2 separate regions of the Bicyclus anynana genome follow, and region 2 is linked to region 1. Evidence: chromatin contacts called from public Hi-C data. All regions are on one chromosome and are shown on one strand. Each heading gives the region's core, a stretch centred on a gene start, on an enhancer-like site or on the middle of the called end of the contact. The rest is flanking DNA. Distances are from core to core; before and after follow the strand shown.

The links. Hi-C and Micro-C count contacts between places; a contact is called where the count stands out from the background.
Region 2: a Hi-C map of whole larva shows a contact between it and region 1, with 7 times the contacts expected there. The contact joins two enhancer-like sites. A contact is called at or near these places in 2 of 2 Hi-C or Micro-C datasets (whole body and whole larva).

The regions. Positions count from the first base shown.
Region 1 is chr12:10,229,042-10,233,089 of ilBicAnyn1.1, forward strand. No RefSeq gene overlaps it. Among protein-coding and RNA genes, the nearest start is that of LOC112055895, 53 kb to the right of the region's middle. Within about 2 kb of position 2,295, at least 8 of the 8 cell types and tissues checked have open chromatin away from gene starts, as enhancers often do.
Region 2 is chr12:10,273,787-10,277,972 of ilBicAnyn1.1, forward strand. No RefSeq gene overlaps it. Among protein-coding and RNA genes, the nearest start is that of LOC112055895, 8.3 kb to the right of the region's middle. Within about 2 kb of position 2,230, at least 7 of the 8 cell types and tissues checked have open chromatin away from gene starts, as enhancers often do.

The sequences.
Region 1 (4,048 bases), core at 1,045-3,544:
TTCACTAACTACTCTTGCTTTTTGCGTTCCACAGCATGGCTAAACCACCATTTCAGCCTCTAGGGGCTAAAGTATTTTTTTTAATATCTGTCAGTTACGAATACTAGCCAAGTTTGCCGCTACACAAGTACTAAATTACTTTATACCGAAGAAGATGTTACTCCTAAATAGAATTATCTTATGTAAGACCCTGATCGTTTGCCTTTTCCTCATGGAATAAGAAAAATAAAATTAAAGAGCAAGAATTTAAAAAAACAATTGACGTGAATAATAATTCATACTTGATTTTTTTAAGAAATTCAATGTTACTGGAACTTACTTATTTCACAACGTCAATTGTGACATCTTCATTTATAGTGAGAATTGTAACCTTATTTTGAAGATTGAACAAAAAGGAAACACCTCTTATACTATGGGTCTGTTCAGCCCCTTGTTTAACAATCTATTCATATTTTTTACTGGAAAGGTATTAAAAGTTAATAGAATGTTAGTTAAATTGACACAGAAACATCAATGAGTTCTTGAGCACTTGTCCGCATTTCTTGATTTAACGACCTTTCTGTTTTAGGTATACGAAATTGTAAGTTATTTCTAAAAATTCCTCAATATCACGTAAAAGTAACCTTTTTATTAATGTAACCTAAAAGTAACCAATGCAGTCAAAAAATCACCTAAAAGGTTACAAAAGTAACCTTCTGGCAACACTGGTCTTCACCCTACGATCACCCCATGTTCAAGGAGCGTAGGTATAGCTCGCGTTTCGACCTCTAGTATGAAGTCCAACTACTGGTTGTAATATCTTTTCTGTGGTATAGTGAATTAATAAGAATTGGCGAGCATCGTATGGTGAGATTGCAGTCAAACTGATACTAAGGTAGTTGCACATTTTTTTATAAAGGAATATGACAACGTGATAAATACTTATGCAATGAAAAACACTCTCAACACGGATCTAAAACAATAGGTACCTAGTAAGTGCTATCAGAGTGTATAAAACGGGTATTAAGGCAATGAGAATATGTTTTATAAGTGTATAAGCCGCAACGGTTCCGGCGGTGTATCGAAGAATGCGGCGCGTGAATTACCATGTTTAGGCACATGTCAGTTTGTCAATTTTGCTCTTATTTGGTTTTGATTAATTATTTTTTTTAATAGACTTGTTTCAGAGTTTGTTATTAAATCTGAAGCAAAATTGCCTACGCTATCGTCATCATCAAATCAGCTGATGGATGTCCACAACGACACATAATATGTCGTTTGTAGGGAATTTCAGACCCAATGGTCTTATAAATCAGCGACTCTTTGCGAGCCTTAGTAGGGGTATACCTACCAACCCTACGCTTTCTAGTGCGGAGTCGCCTTTTTCCCGCATCTTGGGAATTCTTTTAAGTATCTCTTTATTACGAATCTCAATCTCGTAAAGATTCTAATAATAATTAAGTAATTTTTAAAATCTAATTTAATACGTTATTGATATTCTTTTATATAATTAATTTTCCAAGTTATTCATACTTAATTGTAGTCGATCCTTAATTAATTGTTACTAACTCGAGGTGTCTTACGTAAAATATTTGCTATCTATGCTATATCACACCTAGATATTTAATTCTAATTATTATAATTAATGGGTAAATAATAAAAAATATAGACAGTTAAATACTTAATAATAATTTATTTAATAAGTGTAAATAAAATCATGAATCAAGTCCCAAAAAGCGAGTAAATAATTTACACAAAGTTTGCACAAGAGGCGAACTACAAAGCGGCAAAGTGAGCAGACAAACGTATCAATTACTAAATTGAATTAAATGCTATAAACCGCGCGGACAAGCGGCACCGCAAGCGATCGCCGATCCGCAGCGCATCGCTCGCATCGCATTAGCTACTGCCTACTGACAGATAGCGTACGTGTGTGAACCACGCACTTTACGTTACGTGACGCTTACACACGCGCCAACTTATACCTGCACCCCGCTTAACCCAAATTAACCTCTGTGCCCCCGTCATAACATCTCCACAGACACAAACATAACATTGCCGCTTACAAAACGCGCACCCGCCACCGCATCGGGTGGCGAAGTACGGCAACGTCGCGCCCAAATTTATTGTGACACAAACTACAAATCGGTACGCCTAACGCCATCTATGAGTGCCGCGGGAACTAGATGCTCGGCTTCTAGAGCGAGACGGAAGCACTTGACTATATCACTTTCACAGTCTCGTACTTCAAGCAAAGCGGTTTGCAGTGTACAGTTTGTTTGTGTCTGTAAACAGCGCGCCCGCCGAGGTGTACCGCGCATGAATGAAATGGATGACCCGCAGAATGGGAGAGCACTCTACATATACCGTAGGTGTGAGAGGGATAGAGTAAAAGCGCGAAGCGTGCAGCGTACATCGTTTATCAGATTACATGCGAAGTATCGCGAGCGTGGCGATGTTTTGACACGCGATAATCATGAGATAATGCGGGCAATCTCAACGACGTTAAAGTTGATATTGGCTTTTTATAGCGGCAAGTGGAGCGTTGGCAGTAGTAAGTAGACAGAATAATACCAAAATAAAAATAGCGCGCGCTGTTTGACTGACGTATGCAGCCAGGTGACTCTTCAATTTTACACGCAACAGAAAATTAGCGACCGCGCGTCATTTGTATTTGACAAATGTTTCGCTCGGCTTTAAATGTTTAGATAAGCTATCATAACAGTAATTTAATTTGCTTTAATTATTCATTGTAACATTTTATTATTTTTGGTAAATTTGTTTTATGTTGTTGTTGACCGATTAAAATTGTTACTAACATAATATTTTAAATATCAAACAAGATAGGTACTCTATTTATGTATCTAATTTTGTATTAGGTATAACGATTTTCTCTACCCGTAGGTACCTAGTTAATCCAAAATTAATTAATCCAATCTTTCAGTTTTTTTTTAAATAGAGAGAGAGAATTTTTTTTTACGTTGGTCTTAAAAAAAGAATTTGTACAAACACGCACAGAATATTAAAAAAAAACACAAATATCACTACCTAAGTAGATAGGTAGTTATTTTCTGTTATTTTTTTTTTAGATTTTAGCCTTAACTGATATCTTAGACTACTCTAATTCTTATTTAATTACCATTAGTACCCTAGGTCTACCATTGATAAAGAGCTCACGTATTAATTTAATTTACCACTAATTCAATCAAATAAATCAAAATATTTTTGAACATACAATTTATATCAAAGCCCTGTGTAGAGTATAAGCGATTCAATTTTTACAAAACTGCCATAAAATTACAGGTGCTGCCATCTGTTGATGAGTAGCACAAACAAATAATAATTATACATCAAAAGTAATTTTATTAAACAGGTAGTTAGTTTACACAATTTTAACCTTAATGTTCCATTGCTTAATAATTTACAGAGATGATCTAGAATAATCCTATCCTAGAAAGTTATTACAGAACGAAAGATGAAATCTTGATGTAGGCTCAACATTGCATTATCACAATAGAAAGTAGGTACATTTGTTTATAAATAAAATGCAAATCACGTGTTAAAATCTCAGACTGAAAATTCCAAAATCTCGTAGTAAATAGACAGCAGTAGCAATCGAAATTCCTTGACCGTTATTTCTGGATCAATCATGTTTATCTTATAGTCAGCTCCGTAAACGCTGCGTGTTATTTTAGCTTCGAATTTGTTTTCTCTTATTTTAGTAATTTTAGATGTTTTTGGATTTTCGAATTTTAGTTAGGCTTTTAGCGAATTGATACCACCCACAGAGTTGCATTTTGAGTGAAATCTTCTAATGTGTTTACTTTTAATTAATTAAATGGATAATGTTTTAAACTAATTATTTTAAACTTTTAAAAATAATGTTATGGCGTTAATAAGCGTGCCTTATAAACACTATAGTAGATATTTTGTCCGTTAAGCAATGTTCAAGTCTATTGTAAATTGGAAAAAATGACCGGGTTTAGAGATCCAGATCTTACAAGTCAACTAAGTGCACTTTTTAAGGGCGACATTACACACAACATATTACACATTTAATTATACATAT
Region 2 (4,186 bases), core at 980-3,479, 45 kb after region 1:
ACGAGTTTTAAAAAATAACAATAATGAACCTTGTCGTGTTGGTAATTAAGTTGTTTTTAACTTGTAGCCCAGGCGGGCACGTTTCATGATTTGTGAGTTTATAGCAACGGTGAAGTGTCGGTGGTTAATGGTGGCAGAGCGTGGCTCTTACCGGCGACATATTGAAAAAGTTGGGCGCGAAAAGGCGGGAAGAGATGAAAAATACAAATTTTTAATTTGATGTCGTACAAAAATGGAAATTTTACTTTCATCGGATTGGACATCAGACTGTGTGTCTGACGTCAATGTTGTCTGAACAGTGCAAAATAAAAATATTCATTTTGCACAGTTACAGATTCTTACACAGTATTTGTAACAGTGCAAAATAAATATTTTAAATACTTAATGGAATTCATAAAAATTATTTTTATCATCATCATCATCATTATATCAGCCGTCAACTGCAAGACACTGCCTTTTTTAGAGACTTCCAAACATCACTATCTTGATTCCTGATCCTGCATCCAGCGAATCCCTACGACTCGCTTGATGTCGTCACTCCACCTGGTGGGGGTCGACCAAAACTGCGCTTTCTTGTGCTCTTCGCTCTTCGAACCATGTGCCCCGCCCATTGCTACTTTAGCTTCGCGACTCGATGAGCTATGTCAGTGACTATAGTTTTTCTGCGTATTTCCTCATTTCTGATTCAATAACGCAGAGATATTCCAGGCATTGCTCGTTCCATCGCCCACTGTGTGACTCTGAGCCTATGAAAAATAAAAAATGAAAAATGAAAAAAATCTTTATTCGTGAACTAAGTCTTACAAGTAGCAAGGGCCCCTGTACTAGGTGGATAACCCGTATTATTGGGTACCCCGCTCATTCACCACACAGAACAACCGTAGTTAACAAATAACAGAATTATAAATTATAATATATTTAGTGTAAGTGTATTATAATATAAAACACGGCTGAAACTTACGTGATTATTGTCGGAGTAAGTATACCCTGCTCTAGTAGTGTCTAGTAGTTACTGACCCATACGAGCCCCCTCACAAAGCATACTGTGTGCGGTCCGCAGTTTAGCTCACGTTGCGTTGTGAGAACAAGCTAATGACGAAGTACCCCGTATGAGTTTGAAAGTATTCGCGCATACTTCGACAATTATCACATAATATGGTTTACTACATACTATGGTGTTTATTGTTATATTTGGTCAATAATTTTATAATTATTATTTAATCATAAAATTACTACCGGCGTTGGCGTTTTACCGCGTAAATTTCAAATTTAAAATAATTTTGATTTATTCTATCAATTTAATACAATTTTAATGAATTCTGTGGTAGTTTAGGATTAAAATATATTTATTGTACAATTTTAGATGTACATACAAGTACAAGGTTTGAAAGAGAGCGTTTTTGGCGCGAAAATTTAAAGCAACATCAACCTTGCGAATGACGTACGAAGAATGTTACATCTTATATTATATTAAGTAGGTAGAGCTATGTATCAGAGAGCTGGGGAAGTACTACCGCTAAAGTAATAACTTCTAAACTGAGAGTACGCTTCGTAACGTAACGCGTTACGGCGCCACTTCGCCTGGTTTCCACATATACGGCAGCAGCACGGCTATTCTCTAACGATGTTTTGTATAACTCGCAAGTGCGAGGTCGAATTCACCTTTACTTGTATTAAAAGTATAAATTATGACCAATATTCCTTTATGCCAACCTTCATTGGGCCAGCGTGGTGGACTATTAGCCTAACCCCTCTCATTCTTAGAGGAGTCTCGTGCTCAACAGTGAGCCGAATATGGTTTGTTGATGTTGATAAAGATGAATATTCCTCTTTCCTGTAATGTGTAGGAGTGAGTAAGAATGCGCGGTAAATGCAACCATGACCTCTTTCTCAGTGTGTAGAAGTTATTATTTTAATTTTGAAACAATCATCCATAAGTCGCTGGATCAAATCCGGCTCGAAGGACCACTAATGATGGAAATTTCACTTTCCTTTTAATAGGATAGATTGTTTTATTGCGCATTTTTTATACGTCTTGTTTACTCAACCATTTTTGGGAGAGAGAGAGGGAAAGAGACAAAAGACGGCAAAATCATCGTTCGAAAACGAAGTTAGCATTAAACAAAAGTCAGTTTGAAAAATACTGAACAATTACCTAGCCGCCACACTATGCTATGCTCTACTATGCGCTGCCGCGAGTTGTCGCTATGTCGCCCTACCTGTGGTGCTAACATGCGACCATTGAAGAGAAATTTCGTCCAATGGCGTCGGAGTTGCCCCAGTACCATCTCTTTCGTACCGACGCAATGAAAGAGACAGCGGTATTTCTGGTTACGCCGCCATTGGTTGAATTTTGTTTATATCTCTTCACGAGGATATCTCATCGTCATATAGTATTGGCGACACTGGCCACATACTGCTTTACTCGAGGAAATATATCCACGAATATTCGCGGCCGGATGAGTATAGTGGCCCCACAACTTCCTTGCTTACTTTCCTCGCTACTTCCCACACCATTCGGGCAGTGTCTGGCTTCGGTATTAGTTGAGTATGACCGAAAAAAGACGAAGAGGAATGAGCCGTCAAGTCTTTCGGCGCGTGAGAGACCCTGGGCTTGCGTCGAGTATCTGGAATGAGTTAAACTAGGCCTGTAGCCATGTGGCACTTCAAATCTCTTTCTACAAACGCTAACGCTTCGAAAAATAAAAATATGTAGGGGATTAACAGATCCTATAATAATTTGATCACGTGACCTGCTGATAACAAATGTCATTCCGATACATTTTAAATTTTTGAAGCGTTTGCGATCGTAGTAAGAGATCGACGTGCCACATGGCTACAGGTGTGGAGGGAGATATAATTCTTTTTCTTAGGCTACAGGCCTCGTTTTCGGTCTCGCTCCCATCCGCTGAGAGTAACGCGCGGGAATTTTCAAAAACTGAATTTTACGCGGACGCGAGAGCGTCCTCTAGCAAAATATAAAGTTAAACTAAAATTAGGAACTTAAGCTAACTTATCCTAGTAATTATACAAATAATGCCCACGTGGAATGGTGGCAAAAACTTTTGCGCGCTGGACAGCCAGGTTGATTCTTTGCACAAAAAATTACTTAGTCCTTAAATCAGTTAACTAAGCAATCCACACAATACTTAGATAAGTATAATATACGGTAACAACTTAACATTTAGTTAATAGAAATACCAAAGACAGACAGACAGGTTTAAAATGTTAAGTAAGTGAATATTTTATCACTTCCAAGTCAAAAGCAAACGTTATAAAATGTTATTGCGCCCCTTATTCTGTGTTGTGAAGTAGAAAGGAGCGTGCGGATGCTTCTTATAAAAATGTAGGATCTTGGAAAAAGATCATGCTTACCCCTTAGAGGGTGGGGCAACCCCCTTCTGATTTATGGTAACATGTCGCCAGGAGCGCGTACGGCAAAACTCGCTTTTTGTCATTAACTGATTTTTATTCTGTTTCCTCCCAAAGAATCCTACATTGCATTTTTATATTCCCGATCTTTATTGTCATTCGTTGTTTTAACATGTCGTCGTAAGCAACAGTAATAATTGTAATTGGGTATTTTTTTAATTTGTTACAAACCATTAGAAAAGAGCATTATCTGAACACACATATAGATGGCGTTAGTAAACTTTTTCAATTAAGTTTTTTTCGGTGTTATATAATCAATTTATAAACATTAAATTTATATTATGTACTTGTATGTATTTATATTATGTACATTATTTTAATTACTTATGTATAACGTGTTTTTTCGGTACTATTATTTAATGATCATAGTGCCATCTTGTAGCGAATAGATATACCTAATGAAAGTAATACGAAAGATTTTATTTTAGTAAGTACTTGAAACCTTTATTTGACAATAATTATTTTAAATTTTAAATATTTTAGTGATTTATTTGCTTTTCTGTCGTATTTCACAGTGATACTTTAACGAATTAGTTAAAAATATAATAATGGCGTCATCTAGCGTTGAATAGCTACACTAACTCACAAATGGTATACATATCAAACACTGTTTATTATTTCTACTAGATGGTACTAATTCTTTCAGCATCAGAATGTGTAAAAGCTTAATATTTAATGAAACTTTAGATACCTGTAAAATGTACTATAATATTTTTTTTATTACTTTAATTTTAATCATACTGGATCATTTTTA